2 separate regions of the Mus musculus genome follow, and region 1 is linked to region 2. A link is a contact called in public HiChIP or PLAC-seq data. All regions are on one chromosome and are shown on one strand. The core of a region is the stretch at or near the end of the contact, and the rest is flanking DNA. Distances in the headings are between cores, read along the strand shown.

What was found. HiChIP or PLAC-seq counts read pairs in DNA pulled down with a chosen protein or histone mark.
Region 1: a contact with region 2 is called in an H3K27ac HiChIP or PLAC-seq map of heart atrium, with 7 times the contacts expected there. The contact joins two enhancer-like sites. A contact is called at or near these places in 1 of 15 datasets of contacts at CTCF or cohesin (the NIH/3T3 cell line), 5 of 484 Hi-C or Micro-C datasets (adipose-derived mesenchymal stem cells, embryonic fibroblasts, nephron progenitors and 1 more) and 2 of 115 datasets of contacts at active chromatin or transcription factors (embryonic basal ganglia and heart atrium).

What each region holds. Positions count from the first base shown.
Region 1 is chr11:35,404,609-35,410,028 of GRCm38.p6, reverse strand. The region is part of intron 4 of Slit3 (slit guidance ligand 3); the gene reads right to left. Among named protein-coding and RNA genes, the nearest start is that of Gm46277, 120 kb to the right of the region's middle. Within about 2 kb of position 2,223, at least 23 of the 459 cell types and tissues checked have an H3K27ac peak or open chromatin away from gene starts, as enhancers often do. A contact at or near this core is called in heart atrium, where this site is marked.
Region 2 is chr11:34,975,697-34,981,256 of GRCm38.p6, reverse strand. No RefSeq gene overlaps it. Among named protein-coding and RNA genes, the nearest start is that of Gm33277, 37 kb to the right of the region's middle. Within about 2 kb of position 3,091, at least 5 of the 459 cell types and tissues checked have an H3K27ac peak or open chromatin away from gene starts, as enhancers often do. A contact at or near this core is called in heart atrium, where this site is marked.

The DNA.
Region 1 (5,420 bases), core at 974-3,473, 430 kb before region 2:
AGTTTTTTCCCCTGGAACTTTGACCCTCAAGATATCCAACCACACGCAGAAGTGCCCCCTTTATCCATGAGGGTTCTACTCAAAAGTGTCTGAAACCATGGGTGACACCCAACCCTATCTAGACTGCTTTACCTCTATATACTTTCCTACGATACAGTTTAATTCAGAAACTAGACACAGTAGGGGATTAACACAAAGCACATTTCTAACAGGATAGTGTACAAAAATGTCTGTGGATGTGCTCTCTCCCCGGTGTCAAAACACAATAATGTACTGCATGCGTGCGTGCGTTCTCTGTTGCCAGTATGGCGCGCCATCCATAAAGGCAAAGCTGTCAGCAGAGGACTGCTCCTGTGAAGCATTCTGAACAACACGCCCTGTCCTCACAAAGCAAACGTGACTTTAACAATTTTCATGCGAGGTGTGGACAAGGAGACTTTTCAAAAGACGCACACTTGGTTCCATGATCACTGGAAACTTTTTCCGAGTCCCGGTCTTTTTTAGATTCTCCCGATGTACCCCGGGATGGTCCTAGACTCCACGCTGTTCAAGTCTATACTGTGCAACAAGAGGAAAAACAAATGTATAAACTCCATGTGCCAGGTAAGGAAAGTGTGGGTGAGAGAGAACTGACCTGCCTGAGGCTGGTAGTCTGGGAAGGACCCCCTACTGGAACAAGGGCAAGCGAATACCTGGGCTGCTATGGTTACTCCTCTCAAGTCCATCCCCCTTCTCTCCATGGAGATGGAAAGGTGGGTCCCAACCCTCACAGGTGGCAGGAAGTGTCTCTATCTCTCTCTCTGATATCTATTCTATTTTATGTATATGATTATTTATATGTGTTTTCCCTGCATGTATATATACCTCGTGTGTGCCTGCTGCCCTAAGGGTCAGAGGAGGGCATCTGATCCCCCTAGAACTAGAGTTATGGCTGGCTTAGCCATCATGTTTGTGCTGGGAGGGAACCTGAGCAGCCAATGTCCCTAACCACTGAGCTGCCTCTCCAGTTCCTCCCGCTTCCTCTGTTTCTGTTGTTTTCTAATACTGTGGGTAGAGTTTAGAGCCTCACGAATACTAGACGAGTACTCTACTAGTTAACTAGACCCCCCCCCCACCACACACACACTTCATTTCACTTTTTATTTTTGAGAAAGGGTCTCGATAAGTTGTCCATGTTGACCTTGAACTCTGTCTGTACCAAAGGCAAGCCTTGAACTTGTCATCCTCAGGTTTCTGCCTATAAAGCCAGAGTTTGGAATTACTGGATGATGCCACCATCCCTGTCATGGGGAGGAGACTTTCAACACAAATACCAGCCAGATCACCAACACTGAGACCCTCGCCTTCTGTGTCCTTGAGCTGCCCCAACTTCAAACACCTTCCCTTACTGCCTCTCACCGACAGACTGAGGATGGCTCTTTCCACCAAAAGCAACTGTTTTCCCTCAAGCTGTGAGTCCCTTTTTTATTATGGCGGCCACCTCTCTTTGGCTGTTTCCTCCTATATGTAATGGGGTTATCCGAACGCACAGTTCACAGAACTTCCACCAATAAATCAAAAGTGGATTGAATGCTTCACAAGTGTTAAGTCAACAGCCACACAGGTACTCGTTGCTGCTAGAAGACGCAGTCTACAGTGTAAGGACTTTGAGCACACTGTCCACCGGCCTCCCGTTCCTAGCTGTTTTCGGGTTCCTACTCATGCCTCACTGGCTACTTCATAACTTGTCTCCTCCATTAACCTTTACCTCAGCAGAGGATCCTATTTCTCCCTCTCTGCTCTGGGTTCCACACCTTGGATTCTGGATTCTCTCCTGATGCACCCATCCATCCTTTAAATTAGTCAGGCTTACCTCTTCCAGAAGAGCTGGCTCCCGCAGGCCATCCCATCCCCCCCTTTTCCATTTGTGATGGTTCCCCTCCAGTATGCCTGGTGTGGAGGCCAAGGGCTTTACGGCCAACCAACTCAGGTTTGAGATCTGGCTCTGTGCCAGGTCACTGTGAAAGAGTAACTTAGCTCCAGCCTCAGCTTCTATATGTGTGAACTTTGTGGCAATCGTAATGTTTAGGGCTGGAGAGGTGCGGCAAGTCCAGGAGCATTATCCTGGTCCACAGGGGAAGCCAGGCCCTGGACAATATAATTGAGTCTTTGCACAAGCACTGAGCTCATTGCCTTCCCTACTGATTGTTGCCTGAGGCGATTCCCATCTCTGTGCTTTCCTCTACTTTCCCACATGCCTGCTTAGGGCCACACGGTGGCAGCCTATCCAAGACAGAGGAAGCTTCTGGTTGCAGAATAGAGATAAAAGTGACTTGAATACGAATATATATATATATATATATATTCACCCAGATACTTATTTTTAATTTTCCTCTTTTGGTGGTGAGTGTCGGGGATTATTCATCCTTTCCCACAGGTTCCTGTCACATGTGTGGGAGCTTCCTACCTGTACACGTTAACCAGAAGCAGAGTGAATCAGCCCAGGGCTTCACGGTGTTATCTTTGAGAAACATGGCTTATATATTTACCCCTCTTACTGGAATAGTTATCCCAACAGTCAGACTCCAGCAGGAAGCCCACTGGGTGTGGCGCCCGTGTTAAGGTGTCAGGAAGTCTGATGTCTCTAAAGTGACCATCTTGTCTGAAAACTTTACTGGGAATGAAAAATCCTTATGTCCTGGGAAACCTCCCAGTCCCAGGCAAATGTGGATGTTTGGCTTCAGGACGTAGGTGCTGCACTCCTCTAAACTTGGTGTGTGGTTCTTCCATTCTCAGCGACACAGGCACACAAAATGCTCAACGTTTGAAAGGATCACAGACAACATTCTGATTTCAAGGCATGGGGTGAACAGACTAGGCTTGCCCATCGTGCTGGATTGGTGGGGGAGAGATCGAGAACTCTGTGCCCTATCCTCAGCTCTTTCCCAGGTCTCTCTATCTCCTTGGCACGAAAGAAGGAGGGGTGTGTCTTGGGTTTCTAGACATTACCGCAAAGGGGCTCCCAGAACACAGTGACCCAGAGCAGTCTGTGAGGAAGCAGACGATCTCACTTGAAGGAAACTTTCAGCCTACTATTTACAGACAGTTAAGGTACTCTGCAGTCCACACGCTGTCTAGTTGAGGACTCTTTGGACAGAAAGCTACACAAGTACCGTGATGTCAGGTCGGAAGACAATCGCTTGGGATATCCTTAGGGCCAGTGAGAATCAAGCGAATAATGTGGAGCCAGGGCTGCCTTTCTGGAATGGGCCTCCTAAAGAAGTCAGGGATTTCTCTAGGACCCCCCCTAATGCTCTCCCCACTTCCAACTTCCAGCTGCCTGCCCTCACAGTTCACTTTAGCCTGACAACCTTTCTGCATGTCTCTTTTGTGAACAAATCCTGCTGGAGCAAACTCTTGCTTGCCAAACTAATGGACATTTACATTGCCAAAGCCCCGAGCCCAGGAGGCTGCAAGACACACCACTGCATTCAGGGGTTTTATTAGAAAGCTCTCCTGAAAACAGGAAAGCTTTGGAAAACACCGAGGAAGAATGGCCCTTTGACAAAGCCAGGGAGAGCAGGCAAATCCAGGCATGAATGAATAAGCTAAGTATGTATCTTTAAGAAATGGTCTTTTGTTGTTGTTGTTTTGGGTCTACAAAAAAAATCTAACAAAACTCTTGTTAGAGAGGGAAACTTTTAAAAAACTGCCTTTCCAAAACAAACTCCACAGGGAGTAAAAATAACTGCAAGAGAGGAAGGAACCAGCTCAAGTCACTCTTGAGCCAGACAGAATTACAAACTTGGGGGCAGCAAACTGCTCAGAGGATAGCAGCAAGGGCTTTCCAGTCTTCAGGGGACTGTGTGCACTTGTAATTAGAGAGGACACAAGACAGTGAGGGGTGACAAGTCTCAGCTAACCTCCCGCCTGTGCTCTGGTTAGAGGCATTCTGTATACGAGGCTCTGTATGCTAACCAAGCTGGGCAAACACGAGAAGAAGTAATGATAGGACAAGCAGACCTTCACTTCCGACTAAGCCTCCTAAACCCAGCTGAAATCTCCAATCTGGACTGCACTGAGTGACTGTGTGAAGCCACAGTGGAAATAGCCACACCAGAGTTTCCGTGATGGGCTGGTGTACTAAAATACTATCAAAATCCTTTCATCCTGTGTATATAAAGCATAAATGAATTATATCTTTATAGACTTAGGCCCTGACCCAAGACATCTCATGTATAGGCAAAGATTCCAAAATTTGTCCCCATTGCAAATCCCAACCTATGCCAATCTCAAGCACTCTGCACAAGGGATACTCCGTCTGAGTTTCTAAAGCATCATGAGCAAAGTATACAGAAAAGGAGAGCATTAGTTCCTGTCCCGTGGCCGCAGAAAAGTGGGAGAAACTAAGCTGAAAGCCAGCCAGTGAGAGTCTGAGCCTGATCCCTAGGCTGCCAGACACCAGAGCTGGACCCTCAATAAATTCTACACCTGTCCCAAGCTCAAATCCCCTTCTTATAAGAAATGAGAGGTCAGGTGGGGTGTGCTCCAGTGCCTGCTTCACCCAATACTCCTAGGAATAAGTACACAGCTGACACATTAGAGGCACAAGAGGCTAAGGAGAGTAGCCTGGAAATGTAAGTCTACACTGCAGACCCTTTCCATGGCCACCCTTCTGACTGTTTAAAGGTTCTCGTGAGTGCTCTGTTGTCACACCAAGCTGGAGGATTCTTGACTCAGTTCTGCTAAGGATGGGAACGGGCGGATCTCCGCTGATGAGCTGACCACAGGCCAGCAGACCAAATCACGTAAGTCAGGTGTCCATTGCAGGTGCATCAGGATGTTCGTCCTGTGACCTTGGGAACATCTGGGTCACGGTCTCTTCTTCTCTACTCCTTCAGACAACCGAGAGGCAGTACAAGAGGCTGCATGCGGGACAGGGTAAAAGTCTCCAGCACGGAGTTAAAAAGGTTTACAGGAAGCTTTCATTTCTATGCTGGATACCTTCTGGCTTGTTCTCAATGACTTGGTTCTTGGAAGTGCTCTAGATTGGATTTCTTTCCTGTCTCAGCCTTCGTCCACCTCCACCACCTACTGTCCAAAACTACCTGCAGCCCTGAAAGCAGTAATTTCATTGATGGGTCTAAACCTGAACATTTGTAGCTAGGTTTTTGTTTGTTTGTTTGTTTGTTTTTCCCTTTCCCCCAAAGCATCAGTTTCTCACTTGAACCCGACAGGCAACTAAAGGCAAGGTGAGAATCTAACATCTCTTCCTTCATTTTGTGTCCATCTGTCTCCTTTGGCTGAAACGACCGTTTTTTGTTTTTTGGGTTTTTTTCTCACTTTTTCTCAAGTCACCTCGGAGTCCCAGAACAGAGGACCCTTGGAGAACAGACACTTCACCGTGAAGATGACAGCAGTCACCCATGATGGTGAGACCA
Region 2 (5,560 bases), core at 1,842-4,341:
TGATCTGATGGAAGCAATTCTTCAACTGAGGTGCCCTTTGTAGATGACTCATGTTTGTATCAAGGTTGCAAAAACTAACTAGCACCTCATACACACATTCTTGTCCTGGGCTGACCTAGGCTGGAGATCTGACCCTTACACCGTCGATCTTGAGGTCTTTACTCCTAAAATTGAACTGTCACATACCACAGTAGCCATGATTTGTCTAAATTTGGGGTCTTTTTAAAAGTTTAATTATGATCCTGTGAACCATGATAAATCAATATCTTCATTCAGCAATTGCTGGACCCAGGAAAAGTCTACACATGCATGCATGTGTGCATACAAAAATATATGCACTGGCTGCCAGCACATCAAACACAATTTTTAAGTTGGTCAGGTACTTATGGATGATAAAAAATAAAATATCTCCACTTTTGAAATGATCTTTGTGTGTCTTCTTTATGTTGCCTACATTTAGGAATTGCTTATCTATTTTATTTCTTCAAGAGGGAAGCTTAGGAATAAAAATGGGATCTGCTTCATTAAAAATAAAATAAACATCCTAAACAAATGTTTTATACACACACACACTCCCTTCATGGTCTAGCCACCAAGGGAGTCTCTGCTGCAACTGATTTCTTGAAAAAAATTAAATCAAAGCCTGGAAAATCTTGTAGCCATTACACTGTAATCTCTCTGAATCACCCATTTGCTTTTCATGACTTTTCCTGCATTCCTTCTATATTTTGTAGTTTATTTTGTTCCATGTTTTCAGCTGCTGCTCTGCCAAGCCCCAGAGTCTAGAAGTCATCCAAGCAGGGAATGTGTGCATCCTACTCTGCAGGCTGCCTGCCCTAGGAACATGGCCCACATCTGACTTCTCTTCCATCCCAGCCCCTTTCCTTCTGGCGCAGAGACAGACAGAAAACCACCAGACTTAACTCTCATGGACTAAGGCCTTAAATAGTCCAGGATGCCAAGAATGAGTTAGAAGCCTTCCTTTCCCAGTTTTTATGAGACTGAAGACTTTTAAGAAGGAGGGGTTGGTGGCTGCAGTTGTGACCAGTTGGGTGCGACCACATTGTGGCTTAGTTAGCGCAATAAATAGTTTACTTTAACTGAGCTTATTGAGTCTCTCCCTTCTCTTCTCTTAGACACAAACAATCGTTTGCAAGTCTTACACATCTGCTTGTGAAATCACACTCATACTAACCAGATATCCACTCTCTTTCTCCTCAACATGGACGAGCAGTTTTAGAGGCAGTTAACTAGATCAGCCTACTTCATTGCTCATGAAGATGGGTGTTTCTGGGCCTGTCCTGGTGACTGCATCGGGGTGGGTGTCTGATTTACTCATTCAAATAGCCACTTATAATTCAATACTGGTCCATTTATTTACTACGTTTTATTAAGTGTGCATTGTTATGTGGGGTACAGGCACTGATTTGGCATGGTCAGTGTAATGGAGACTGGGCAGTCAGAAACAGCAGTAGTCCCTTCCGGACTTGCCAACTGCCTCATGCAATCTTGGGACTAAGGCTTATTCTCGAGGAACCCAAATCCTTTAGGATGCGCATCCACAAACTTAAACCTTTGTATACAGCCTGCAATGGCCAGAATGGTCAAAGTGCCTCATTGGGATGCTTTAAGATTTACAACTCTAAATGGGTTCTACTTGCTTAAATAAATATGAAGTGAATAAAGACTCTGGAGTCATTAACCGTAGACTAAGATTTTTTAATTAATAATTCATAAATTGACTTGTATAAACAAACTCTTCATAATAACTATAACTTGCACTGCAAGCTTGACATATTTTTGAGGGGAGAGGTGAGTTTCTGTTTGGCTTGTTCCCTGTGTATATACATCAACTCCTGGGAGCCCCAAAGAGCCAAGTAGAATGTGATAAAGTCATTTATGTCTTGCGATGTTTCCATTAACGAATATAGAGGAACTACAGGAACCATGTTTATCTTTTAATTATTGCCATATGAAATTTTCTTTGCTAGCAGGAAAATGTAATCACACAATGATGGCAAATTCACTGCAAGACACTGTGTGTCCTTCCCATCTCACAGGCAAACAGTGAAGTGGTCACTCATTGCCGTGTTACATGTGACCTCAGAGTCCTCTTTGACATGAGAATCTGGGGCTCCACCAACAGAGGAAGGAACTGGAGACCGGGATGAACTTGGAGGGCTTGGGGGAGCTATTCAATCTGACAAATCCTTAATCCAGCTGTTCCTAACCCATGGGTCACATCCTCTTTGGGGATCAAATGACCCTTTCGCAGGGCTCACCTAAGACCATTGGAAAACACAGATATTTACACGATGATTCAAACCAGTAGAAGAACTACAGATATGAAGTAACAATGAGAATAGTTGGGTGGGGGTCACCACAACATGGTAAAATGTATTAAAGGGCTGAAGCATTGGGAAGTTGAGAACCACTGCCTTAGTCAGTGACTTAGTCCCTGCTCTGTTGCTGCAAATAGACACCATGACCAAGGTAACTCTTAGGAAAGACAGCATTTAATTGAGGGCTGGCTTACAGTTTCAGAGGTGTAGTCTATTATCATCAGGCAGGGACCAGGGAAGCCGGAAGCATAGCATCGAAGAAGTAACGGACAGCTACATCCTTATCCATAGTCTGAGAGAGAAGGTGCAGGCTGGGATCTGGAATGGGCTTTTGAAACCTAGTGATACACGTCCTCCAACACCTCCTAACCCTTTTAAACAGTTCCACTTCCTGGGGACCGAGCATCCAAATATACGAGTTTATGGGGGCATTCTTATTGAAGCCACCACAGTCAGCTTGCTTGTACTTATAAAATGTGCTTGTATTCGGTAAAAGGATACAATTAGAAATTTTATTATTATCATTCTTGCCTTGAGATTATACCTAGATAAAATTACCCGCACATTCTCTCTCCTTGGGCTAGGGTTAGTTAGCAACAAGGTGAGGAGCAGACATGATTCCATTTTTGTTTCGTCTTAGGCCCTCCCAGTGCTTTAAAAAGATTCCTGATCAGTAAAATTCACCCATAAAGGGTGAGAATAAGAACACCCAGATGGAAAGTTGCACTGCTTGGTAAGAAACCGCAGAGGGAGATCGGTCCATTTTGTCCTCAGCATCCTGTACCAGTGACTCATGTGATAAATGCCTTTGTTCAGTTCCAGGAAAAAATTCGTCTCTTCAGAAAAAATTCTACGTTTTCCATTGTCAGAAAACCAAAACTAAGTAACCCAGCCTGTTTCCACTTTGCCTTCTCTGCCAAGAAGCTCGTGCCAAAAATGTATTAGCCAAGTGTTATAATTATCCCCCGTCAGGTGCCTAAAGCCATCCGCTCCTTTTTTGTCTTTCAGACATTCCCAGTTTTCTTTGGTCCTTGAACAGTTTATTTTACATTGATTGAATCTGCACATTTCTTCCACCTCCAGAGAAGGGTTTGGTCACCTGATGGTCTAAGACCTCTTCAAACTCAAATTCAAATTCTATGAAGGTTTCAATACAAGTCAATGTTTATGAGAAACATAAAGACACACACACACACATTGATGTATACAAATATTTATAAAGGCACACAAATTTCTAAAGGCACGTCTTTATAAATACATATGTATACATCAATATGTGTGTGTTTGTGTGTACATTTTGCCTGTATGTATGCACATGTACCTTGTACATGCCCATGAAGTCTAGAAGAGAATATCAGACCCCTGAGACCTAGAGTTACAAGTGGCTTTGAGTTGCCATGTAGATGCTGGGAACTGAACCCAGACCCTACAAAAACAGAGCATCAGGGTTCCCTAGATTTATTATATTCAATCTTGGGACACTACAGGAACTGAGCATGGACTGTTGGCTTTGTCATTTAAACATGTCCCCTAGGAACTTGGCCTGTTACTTTCTTCTTGTAGGCTGTGACTTTCCAATAGTGGTGACTTCTGGATTACTACCTAATCCCTTCTTTTGGTTGTGTGGAATGAACTATGGGAAGACCATCTTCACACCTGTCCTCGAGAGGACCAGTGGGCATAGTAAGTATGGAAAGATCTGGGGAAAAGAAAGTCAGGAGGGAAAAACAACTGTTGCCAGGTCTACATCTGGTGTTTTCTGGATTTGGAGAGGAAGGTCCAAAAGGTAAGAACAACATTCAAGAAATGGCAGTATTGAAAACCCAGGAGAAAACTCTGCTGCTCTCAAACCGTCACAGCCTTGTGGACAGGCATCACTGCTCCTCTGTGACACAGGGAGACCACACTTGGTATGTTTTGCCCAAAACCCAAAGCTCATTATTATGAAGTTGAGACTCCAGCTGGACTCTTTCCATGACACACCTGAGAGATGGAACAGGCCTCTCACGTTCCTCTTTGTTTGTCTCTATCCGTATCCCAAACCTAAGATAGACTATAATTACATCGAAACTCTTCCAATGTCAACTTCTTCCTCTGACTGATGCCAAAGACAGCAATCAAACTTCTGTCTTCTTCTCTGGGCCATGGTAAGAAAGAGGGAAGGAGTCACAGAGTAGATCTGAAACTGAGATAGCAATGGGAAGTTTCAGTTTTTAATGTGATTTGCTACCAGCACTCAAATAGATGTATGAGTCTATTTGACTCATTTTCTATAAAAATTATAAAAATCACACACAGAGACACACAGACACACACGCACATACATGCGTGAGTGTAAGTGCCTGCTTTATAGGAGAAAGGAGTGGCTCTCTGGGAGTCCTGTTTGTTCATCACAGCTACGAGCCAACCCCAACATATAAGTAAGACTGTGAAACTCTGGGATCATATGTTCTCTTTCTTGAGAGACATCTCCTTCCATCTACGAGACTGACTTTTTTGAAGGCGGATGAATAAAAGAAGCAAGAGATATCCTGAGACTAGAGAGATTAGATACTTTTCCGGGTAACCTCCTATCACTGACTTCTGTGCCAGGTTCCAGTCATCTGGTCTTGTAGCCCCTTGACCTTTATAGAAAAGAGCTACTGTCATTCTCTAGGTCCCAGGACCAGGGAAGGAGGAGGCCCGGACGGCCTGGCCTGGCCATCATTAGAAGGCATGTACTGAGTGAAGTCTCTCTCACTGCCAGGAAACGCTACTTCCTCTGAACCGGAGAATTTCTTGAGAGTGAAACAGCCCAAAGACACAGCCAGTGTTTTTAATACTGATTTAAAGCCATGGAGCTTTTTGTGTATACATAAATGTAACAAGTTGAAAAAATATTATCATGACTTTTGACACCTTAATCCCTCACAAGGAGGAAGCGATCATTGTCTGGAAAATACCTTGGTAAACATGCTTGGGATATGACGTCAGTGGGAGCCAAGACCTCGGAGCAGAAAGAAGAGAAATTGTTCTATACAAGAACAGCAGAGGGCTGGGGTGAATCTGTCTCTCTTCCAGAATGCTCACAGGAGAGGAAAGTGAGGAGGAGGAACAAATGGGGCAGAGTGAGAGAAGCCAGGAATTAAAGGAACGATGGTGGTGGTACCCATCTATGTATGTGTGTAAATGAGAGCTTTACTCAGCTCTGTCTCGTGTCTATCTGCCTGGCTATCTAT